Regions from separate parts of the Mus musculus genome. Here region 1 is linked to region 2. The links are chromatin contacts, called in public HiCAR-type maps. All regions are on one chromosome and are shown on one strand. Each heading gives the region's core, a stretch centred on a gene start, on an enhancer-like site or on the middle of the called end of the contact. The rest is flanking DNA. Distances are from core to core; before and after follow the strand shown.

Evidence for each region. HiCAR-type assays count read pairs that join an accessible place to other places.
Region 1: a HiCAR-type map of fibro-adipogenic progenitors shows a contact between it and region 2, with 3 times the contacts expected there. The contact joins two enhancer-like sites. A contact is called at or near these places in 1 of 484 Hi-C or Micro-C datasets (3T3-L1-derived adipocytes) and 1 of 115 datasets of contacts at active chromatin or transcription factors (fibro-adipogenic progenitors).

What each region holds. Positions count from the first base shown.
Region 1 is chr13:90,461,078-90,465,815 of GRCm38.p6, forward strand. No RefSeq gene overlaps it. Among named protein-coding and RNA genes, the nearest start is that of Gm35111, 86 kb to the right of the region's middle. Within about 2 kb of position 3,199, at least 30 of the 459 cell types and tissues checked have an H3K27ac peak or open chromatin away from gene starts, as enhancers often do. A contact at or near this core is called in fibro-adipogenic progenitors, where this site is marked.
Region 2 is chr13:89,826,321-89,831,033 of GRCm38.p6, forward strand. No RefSeq gene overlaps it. Among named protein-coding and RNA genes, the nearest start is that of Vcan, 86 kb to the left of the region's middle. Within about 2 kb of position 2,326, at least 75 of the 459 cell types and tissues checked have an H3K27ac peak or open chromatin away from gene starts, as enhancers often do. A contact at or near this core is called in fibro-adipogenic progenitors, where this site is marked.

The sequences.
Region 1 (4,738 bases), core at 1,949-4,448, 640 kb after region 2:
CTCACGTGAAAAATGGTGCCACATATATGTTAATTTACTCACCACAAAGCTGATACTCCATCAGGATGTACTGCCCACATCTTTCTCTCTAAAAGGTTGTTATATCTACTTTGCTCTGTACAGCAGCTTCTCTTTAAATGTAATGAGAAAAATGATTTAATTCTGAACTTTTTCTTTAATGATGGAAAATGCTCATTTGGGCAAATGATTCTGTGAGTTTTCACAACTAGATAAAAATGTAGGAATTATCAAATTCAGTTATTTAAAGTGCAAATAAATGTAATGTTTTTAAAAAATGTTTTGTAAAATATTTAAATATGTGTGTGTGTGTGTGTGTGTGTGTGTGTATGTGTGTGTGTAGTATGTGTATATTACCTCATTTTCTTGACAGTAGAACATCATGGGCATTTCGCTAGAGAAAACATAAAATCTGGATGGAGACCACCCTTCTGTCTTGTTCTTCTATATCTTAGTGACTCTCTCCGTGATCCTAAGATATTTGAGCTGAGCATTTTGCAAAATCTTTATGTGTTTTGCCACTTCCAATGAAAAACTAGATCTCACATCTGTTTCTGTTTTAAGGATATGTCACTCTTTTTTTTTTTAAGTTAAGTGAAAATTAAAGCACAAAGGAGTCAGAAATCTGTCTGGAAAATCTGATGTGTGTGGTGGAAGCTGAGTGTACTATTAAGAAGATTCACAGTAGATCCTTGATCTGCTAGAGCCTTGGCTAGCCATTCCCAGTTACAGCCCACTACTCCATTCGAGCAGTTTAGTTTTGAGGACATTGCACCTTTTCCACCAGAGACACTAATCAACACTTCAATTCAGACTTGTTAACACGTTACTGCTATCTTAGGCACCAACACCAATGTGGCTTTCACGGTAATTCATTTAAAATTAGTGAGCATTTGCTGAACGGTCATCTCATTAGTTCTGCTTTGAAGACAAGCAGACAAATTTTACTTCAAAACAGCTTCAAGGTCAGAATGATGGGACAAGACATAGATTTTTTATGTAGCAGAATTTCCATGGTGCAGCTCCAAGTATCATAATAAACCAAAGTTGAGAACTGCACACTGAGGGATCACAGTTCACTCATAACAACAGAAGTTACTGTACACAACTACATCAGTAGGATCAGATGAGAATGCCTACGGCATGCAAAAAGCAGCCTTTCTTGGAACAGACTGCAGTATCTGCATCAGTTACCATATTTACAGTGATGTTAACTGAATAGAAAAGAACAGTATGTTCATAAGAACACAAGCACTTTTGTATGCATACACTGAGGAACTAGTAAACCAGGTAGACATGAGGGTTATTGATAGCGTAAAATAAAATAAAACAACAACAACAACAACTTGAGTGCTGCCTCTCTGTAGGTAAGTGAAGAACATGGGAGAGAAAGGTGCTTTAGATCAAAGCTCCCCCAAGGTTCCAGTATCCATGCCTACCCATTCACTGCAGCTTCTTTTCTGAATTCTATTTTCACCAGAATATAATATTCTTCTCTTCAGTTCCATAACAGCAGATTCATGTAATTCCCGTATCTATTTGGCTGGTAAATATTATAATTTAGTATGATTGGTTGTAAAACTAAATTGTTTTACAAAAAATGAAACATTACTAGCATACCCTCCCCTACCATATTGGCCTTTTCATACCCCACCTAATAGAATTCTCAGAGTCAGCAGCAGAGAATTCCAAAACCCCAGAAATGAGGTTCTCACACTTCAATCTGCTCTCATGTATTGAACTATATAGTTGTTACCAGGGACAATGAATATCCCCCTGTAAGCCTCACCACTCAAGTAAACATGGTCCTGGTGAACACCCAAAAGCCATCAACTATGTGTTGTATTCTGTGTCCAAGGCATAATATGATCTAGAGAGGAGGGTGCTATTTTTTTATATGTTGTCATTTTCCAAGTGATTTTAAGTGGTACAGGAAATCACCCTATGAATAAAAAGAAGAAATTAGAGTCTAGACTTTGAAATTAGATTGTGTGTGTGTGTGTGTGTGTGTAATAGTGATGAAGTGTACAGAAAAATGAGATTGCTTTTTCAAGCTAATAGGTCTATCTATTAACGAGATGACGCACTTACTTTGCATAGGTAATAAATCCATTAATGAAATGATGTGCTTACATTATACCTGAGTTTTCCTATAGCCAAAATAGTGGAGAGACTTGATAGATACACAGTTAAAATCTATCTATCTACATATATATGTGTATATATAGAGGGATGTATATGTAAACACACATACACAGAAACATATATATAAAAGCAAAAGTAATCTTTTTTTCAGTCAATGAACTCTAGAAAGAATGAATGAATTACTAAAGAGACATCACATGAATTACAAGAATTTATAGAAAATTACTTTCTTTATAGTCTTGTAAATCATTCTCTATGTGCACGTGTCTTTATCATCCTTCTGTGAAAACTGAAGGAATAACATTAAACATTAACTCAGCAAACCCATGTAGGTAGAAGATTAACAGAATTCTGCCTGAGAAAACCTGAGCTTGAACCCACTGCATATATGACCTCAGAAGCACGTAATCTTGGAGACAAACAGAGATATAACTCTATAATTTCCAATTCTTTTTAAAAGATAATTTCTATGAAAGTAATACTATAAAACTTAAACTTCATGTTGTTACTATATGATCATATTATAAACTACTGACCATCTTTTTTCCAGGTCTGTATTTTTATTTTCTTTTCAGTAGTAATCTCGGTCTTTCCATTTCATGAATTTTCCATTTCAGTTAACAGTGAGACTACATTTAATTGTACCTAGTTGACCCTAAAATATTTATATCTTAAGTAGGACCTCAATAAAGAAAGTTCATTACATTTGATTATTGGGCTCCAGAGCTTTTAAATTAAGAGCTAAATTTGCTAAAAGGATACGGGTAGTAGTTCTTCAGAGTGTTCTGGTTCCAAATACGTCTGGTTATTCAGGATATCTTACGAGGATGTACATAGAGAGTCCCCAGACCCTGGTGACCTTTCCCACCCATCCTGCTCTCAGCTAGGGAGTAGCTCTCCTCTAACTACTAAGCAGTTAGACTGCAGCAAGTGAAGATGTGGGGCAATCTCAACTGCAGACAGGTTAATCTGGGCCATGGTTGGTGAGGGAGGTACTCCTCACAGGAGTTTGTGATTAGGAAACTGGATTCAGGGGAAAGGGGGGCGGGGAGCAGGCAGTGGGCCAAAATTAAAGCAGGACTTAGGTGGAGAGCTGTTTACTGGATCAAGTCCATCCCTCAAAGGACATGAATCAGTGGCAGTGATGAGCAGAGTCTGGCTTTCAGACTGCCCTTAAATGGGAACAATTAGTTCATCTCAAGATAAAGTTCACATTCCAACAGTCCTGGGAGAGGAAGAAACTCCCTACTGTCTGTGTTAATAGCTGCGTTCTCAAGTAGCCTTTTGAAAAGGGTGTAATTTACTCAAGGGAGGTAGCCTACTCATGTTTTGAATCTGTAATATTTGGTACAGCATCTGCTACAATTAAAGGAGAGACTTTTAGACATGTCTAACACCCCTCCTGAATGATGGTGAACAGCTATTCTGTATTAGCTTAAACCCAACAAGAAGGGCCCATCCGCACGCATGCCCCACACTGGGGTGACGCTGCTATGGATCAGAAAGAATGCTTTCTGCCTTTCAGCCATGTTACCCTGGAAAGCACTACTAAAATATCCATGAGCGTTCTTATAGAACTTGAGCTGACCTTTCTGAAAGTCCAATTTGAGGTTTCCCCAGAGCAAGTCATTGTTTGCACCCATTTCATAAGGATCACTGTTTTCAAGGGTTATAAATACAGCATGGGCCAATGGATCAGGGTATTCATGTGGAAATTCCTAGGTATCCTCCAGACTTGACACGGAGGGAGCTGGGAGTAGAAAGAGAAATACAATGTAGGCTTCAGACTGGACCATCTCCCCCAGTGCAGTTACACTGTAGCAGGGAACACTGAGGTCACTGAGTTCTCTATCAAGCCTCTCCTTCCAGCTTATTATCTAGGAGTATTTATGAAGGTAGGAGGCTCTGCATTTTATCTAATGGCATTTTGTCTTCATTTATAACATGTTGACCGTTTTCACTTGGATCCTTGTCTACAATCATGAAGAGAGAGCCTGTAGTAAGCTTATGCTGCTGGAGAAAGCATTCTTTGGGGAATTGTTATTTCTAACTTCAGTTTCCATAAAGTATTTAATGCTCCGAAGTGAGCACAGGCCTGAGATGTTGACCAAATGAAGAGGGATTCTTTAGTTTATAGACACGTCTCTGATCTCCAGCATAGACTCCTGTTAGTAAGTTGAATATTAGCCTGAGAAAGCACATGGATTATCCTAAATTCAATTGCATTTTGTTTCTGCCCTAGTTTTGGTAATTCCATTGCTACTTTGACACCCAGCACAGCAGTAGGTAAAGAAGTACAAAGTTCGTAAAAATATAAAAGCATACAAAGAGAATCCCAACGTATGATACCCTTTTATAACGGGCAAGTATGAAGACAATAAAATGGAATATATTTCTGTTACAGAAGTACTCATTACTTTTTATTTTCTTCTAAAAGCTTTTAACAAAACTTGATTAAAGATTAATTTGGGAGATATAGCAAGTATCTAATCAAAGTTAGATTAATATTTAGAAAATCATATGCTAGAGAAATCTTTTGGCAAAGTGAAAGGAAAGACGGCATAAAGACGTATGT
Region 2 (4,713 bases), core at 1,076-3,575:
AGTCAGAGACAGACAGACACACAGACAGATGGACACACAGAGGAAATGAACCAAGAGAGAGGGAGGGAGGAAAGGAAGGAGGAAGAAGAAGAAGAAGAAAAAGAAGGAGGAGGAAGAGGAGGAGGAGGAGGAGGAGGAGGAGGAGAAGGAGAAAGAAGGAGAAGGAGAAGGAGAAGGAAAGAAGAAGAAGAAGAAGAAGAAGAAGAAGAAGATAAGAAAGAGAGAGAGAGAGAGAGAGAGAGAGAGAGAGAGAGAGAGAGAGAGAGAGAGAGAGAGAGGTGAGAAGTTTGGGTGGAGTGTGATGAAGAGAATGGAAAAATATATCACCCCAAGGAGGTCACATCACATCATGGCAGGCTTTGTGGGATAATTCGAGATTAGAGTATTTAATGGTGCAGAAATATCATAAAGAACATAGATGTTAAATTTTCTGAGGTTGGAGAAAGGGTTGGAAATGTGGCAAAGGTAGCTGAAGAGCTTCAGGAGGCCATGGCATCAATTCTGTGTAATGTAATTGTTATACAGGCACCAGGCATGAGGGAATGGTGTTTCCTTTATGCAGCAGTAAGTTCTCTCTTTCCAACCACCCTGTTATGGATGTTGGTGATGTGGAAATCAGTGTTAAAGGAGGGAGGGAGGAAGGGAAAGGAAGAAGAAAAGAATGAAGGAGAGGAGAAGGGGAGTGGAAGGAGAGAGAGTTGAATTAATGCCACATGGGAAGAAATAAAATGCTTTGCAGATTGACTGGAAGCCAGAGGTAGGTATAACATCTGGTCTTAGAAGTTCATAAAACTAGGACAACCACCCATATGGTGGTGCCATTCATGCCACTGGAAAGTACTCAAGTAGGAATGTGGTGTCCCTAACAGTGGAAAGGGTTGTGGTTTCAGTTTTACTTTACTGTTGTTTTCCAAAAGAAAACATACTATAAAGGCAGGAGGCACCTAGAAAGGTATTGGTTGTTTATAAACAGCTAGCAAAAGAAAGAGATAATAAGGATTTTTTGTACTAGGAACTTTATCAGAGATTATGTCTGAATGACCCACAATATAAAACATGGGGACTATGGTTCTGGAGGAACCTCTTTTTCTCAAGAGACAGAAACTACAGATCTGGATTCATGGCTCTTTATATTTGATATCAAGGATTCTGAGACAAAAATCACATCCTTACATCCTTACGGCTACATGTATTTCTTCAATGATGGAGAACTTGCCTACATACATTTGGTCCTAGAGTTGAATCTTGGCTCTACAAAAGAATAAACAAATGTAAAGCACAGATATATTAAATGAGGAAACTTTAAAAAAGAATCACACATACAGTATCTGAAGCCACATGCCTTTGTGTTATCACCATGCTTAAGAGTGATATCAGTCTTCAGAGGGACTAAGGAGAGCATGGTGAAGTAAAAGAATCCTTAGAAGAGTTTTATGCAAAATTTAAGGGCCTTTACTTTCTCAGGATCCTGCCAAGGGCTGTGCACATAACCAGCTCTGAGGTCTGTAAGTCAGAAAAAAAATTTATAGTAGTAAATACTGACATGTGAAATATAAGGAAAGAAAACAACAGCTTTTCAATTTTCATCAGTTTCCTCCTCCTTTTGTATTTTATGACCCACATAAAGTTTGCAGCACAAGTCACATTTTTGCAAGATCATTGCTTTGAGGACTATATGAAGCAATAGGTTACAAAAGGCTCTCTCTCTCTCTCTCTCTCTTTTTCTCTCTTTGTAAAACCAGAACTGCATTTAAGCCACTTTCAAGAATTCCCGTATATTGCTACATACTTGACCACTTTCAGTGACATTTTGGATATTGCACAGGGAGAAGTTTCACAGTTCTTCTAGAGAGATATATTCAAGAAAAAAACGAACCATTTTTGTGTGTTATGAATATAAGCTTTCAGTTCACATTCTCACTCCCCATCATTTATCAAGTCCTAAATCTCTGCCCATGCCAACATATTATCAATATATTATACAACCTGCCTTATGAAAAGGCTATTTCCACACCATTAAGAACGTCAATTTTATTTTGCCAACTTAGAACTATTTTTAAGAAATTTCATTTAGTTGTATCTTATAGTCTGATATTTGTTTCCTGAAAAATCTGTAAATTCTTGCCAGTTTATGAAATACTATAGCATCTACAAGGGTCAGAGGTTATCTATGGCAAAATTTCTGTAAACACAGAATGGTCAACTTCCCAACAGTGTCTTCTAAGACGGTGGCCAACTCCCTTCTCTGTGTTAGTCATGGTTAGTCACACAGGGAGGGACTTAACTCTGCTTACAAAAAAAGTGATTGTTCCACTATCCTCAGGAATGGGGTTAGTCACCAGCGTGCTCCCTGGGGCATTCCACTTCATCCCTGCTTCCCCCAGGGCAGTATTGTACTCAGACAAAAGTGTCAGCAGAGATCCTTGATTCAGGCACAAGGGCAACTATTGCTCAGGTCAACTCACCCAGTCCTCGGAACCACCTGGAATTATTGGCTGTATTTTAGAGATTACAAAGCTGAAGTTTGGAAGGAAAAGACATTTTCCTAGGGTCAACCAGAATTGGGTTTTGAACTGAGTTTGGCTCAAGAGTCTGCTTTCATAATTATCACACCAATGCCTTCCAGATTTTGTTCCCAAAGGAAGAAGAACTGGGGCATCCTACCCCAGTCACAGCATCTCCTTGGCTGTTGTTTTGTATACTGAAGTTCCATGAGAAACTTACACACAGGGGGCAACAGCCACACTATTAAAACTACAGGAAACTTTTGAATCAAGACACCCCTCTGCACCTCTGAGGTACAGGATGTGGATGCTGTGTTGCTTACTTTAGGCCCCCCAAATAAATGGTCAACTCAAATAATCCTGCTGGATTATATCAGTAAACTGTGGGTTAGGTCAATTTAGGCCTGCCAAAGTGATCAAGTGAGAAGGCAGTATAGCTTAACTAACCTTTTGGTGTTCCACCTGCTCACCACTACAGTATAAATATGATGAAGACCATGGATGTCTAGTGAACTTAGCAGTATAGAGGTTATTGAAGAAGAGATAAAAACTTTAAAACATCCTTGTCACAACTGGGCTTTGTTCACAGTGTGGGCATTTGGGGCATGAACTTCTGTTTGGGTGCAACAACTCAAGAGCACACAGTCTAAGATGACAGAGAAGGGAGCCAAGAGAGGGACAGAAGCCTAAGACCCCAACCAGGTGGCTTAGTTGAAATCATAAACAATGACCAGGACAGGATGACAGAGGAAAGAAACTACCATTCACATAGGCTGAAGGAGGAAGTGTTTATCTTGAAACTTTCAATGTAAAGATTTCAACCACAGCCTTGCCCTGCTGGGGCTTATACATAAGATGTGCTCACACTCAGTCTTTCAAGTTTGATTTACAGAGAGTAAATGGTTTATTCTAGAAAAATGTCACTGAGGCAAATCAATAAATTATATCATATACTTTTTTATATATTACTGCTTTTGTATAGTTGTAATGACACATTGAAATAATTAAAATATTCACTGATCATCTATTGTACATTGCACTAGACAGAGGCTATAGGGAGAGTGGACCACACTAAATCCCTGTTCTGACCACATTTATTTTATTTTATTTTTTATTTTTATTTTTAATTTTTTTTAATTAGGTATTTTCCTCATTTACATTTTCAATGCTATCCCAAAGGACCCCATACCCACCCCCCCCAATCCCCTACCCACCCACTTCCCCTTTTTGGCCCTGGCGTTCCCCTGTACTGGGGCATATAAAGTTTGCAAGTCCAATGGGCCTCTCTTTGCAGTGATGGCCGACTAGGCCATCTTTTGATACATATGCAGCTAGAGTCAAGAGCTCCCGGGTACTGGTTAGTTCATATTGTTGTTCCACCTATAGGGTTGCAGTTCCCTATAGCTCCTTGGGTAATTTCTCTAGCTCCTCCATTAGGGGCCGTGTGACCCATCCAATAGCTGACTGTGATCATCCACTTCTGTGTTTGCTAGGCCCCGGCATAGTCTCACAAGAGAGAGCTATAACTGGGTCCTTTCAGCGAAATCTTGCTAGTGTATGCAATGGTGTCAGCATTTGGAAGCTGATTATGGGATGGATCCCTGCATATGGCAGTCGCTAGATGGTCCATCCTTTCGTCACAGCTCCAAATTTTGTCTCTGTAACTCCTTCTATGGGTGTTTTGTTCCCATTTCTAAGAAAGGGTAAAGTGTCCACACTTTGGTCTTCGTTCTTCTTGAATTTCATGCGTCTGGCAAGTTGTATCTTATATCTTGGGTATCCTAAGTTTCTGGGCTATTATCCACTTATCAGTGAGTACATATTGTGCGAGTTCCTTTGTGATTGGGTTACTTCACTCAGGATGATACCCTCCAGGTCCATCCATTTGCCTAGGAATTTCATAAATTCATTTTTTTAATAGCTGAGTAGTACTCCATTGTGTAAATGTACCACATTTTCTGTATCCATTCCTCTGTTGAGGGGCATCTGGGTTCTTTCCAGCTTCTGGCTATTATAAACAAGGCTGCTATGAACATAGTGGAGCATGTCTGACTACATTTATAGTGTAGTGGGAAAGGATGTTTAAAAATAAATAAACATCCGATTTAGAATGGCAGTTTCAGATACTTGGAATGAAAAACATTACTAATCAGGGCACTGAGACTAGCTTTGTTATAGGCAGTGAAGAGGGACATTCTATACAGAGTGG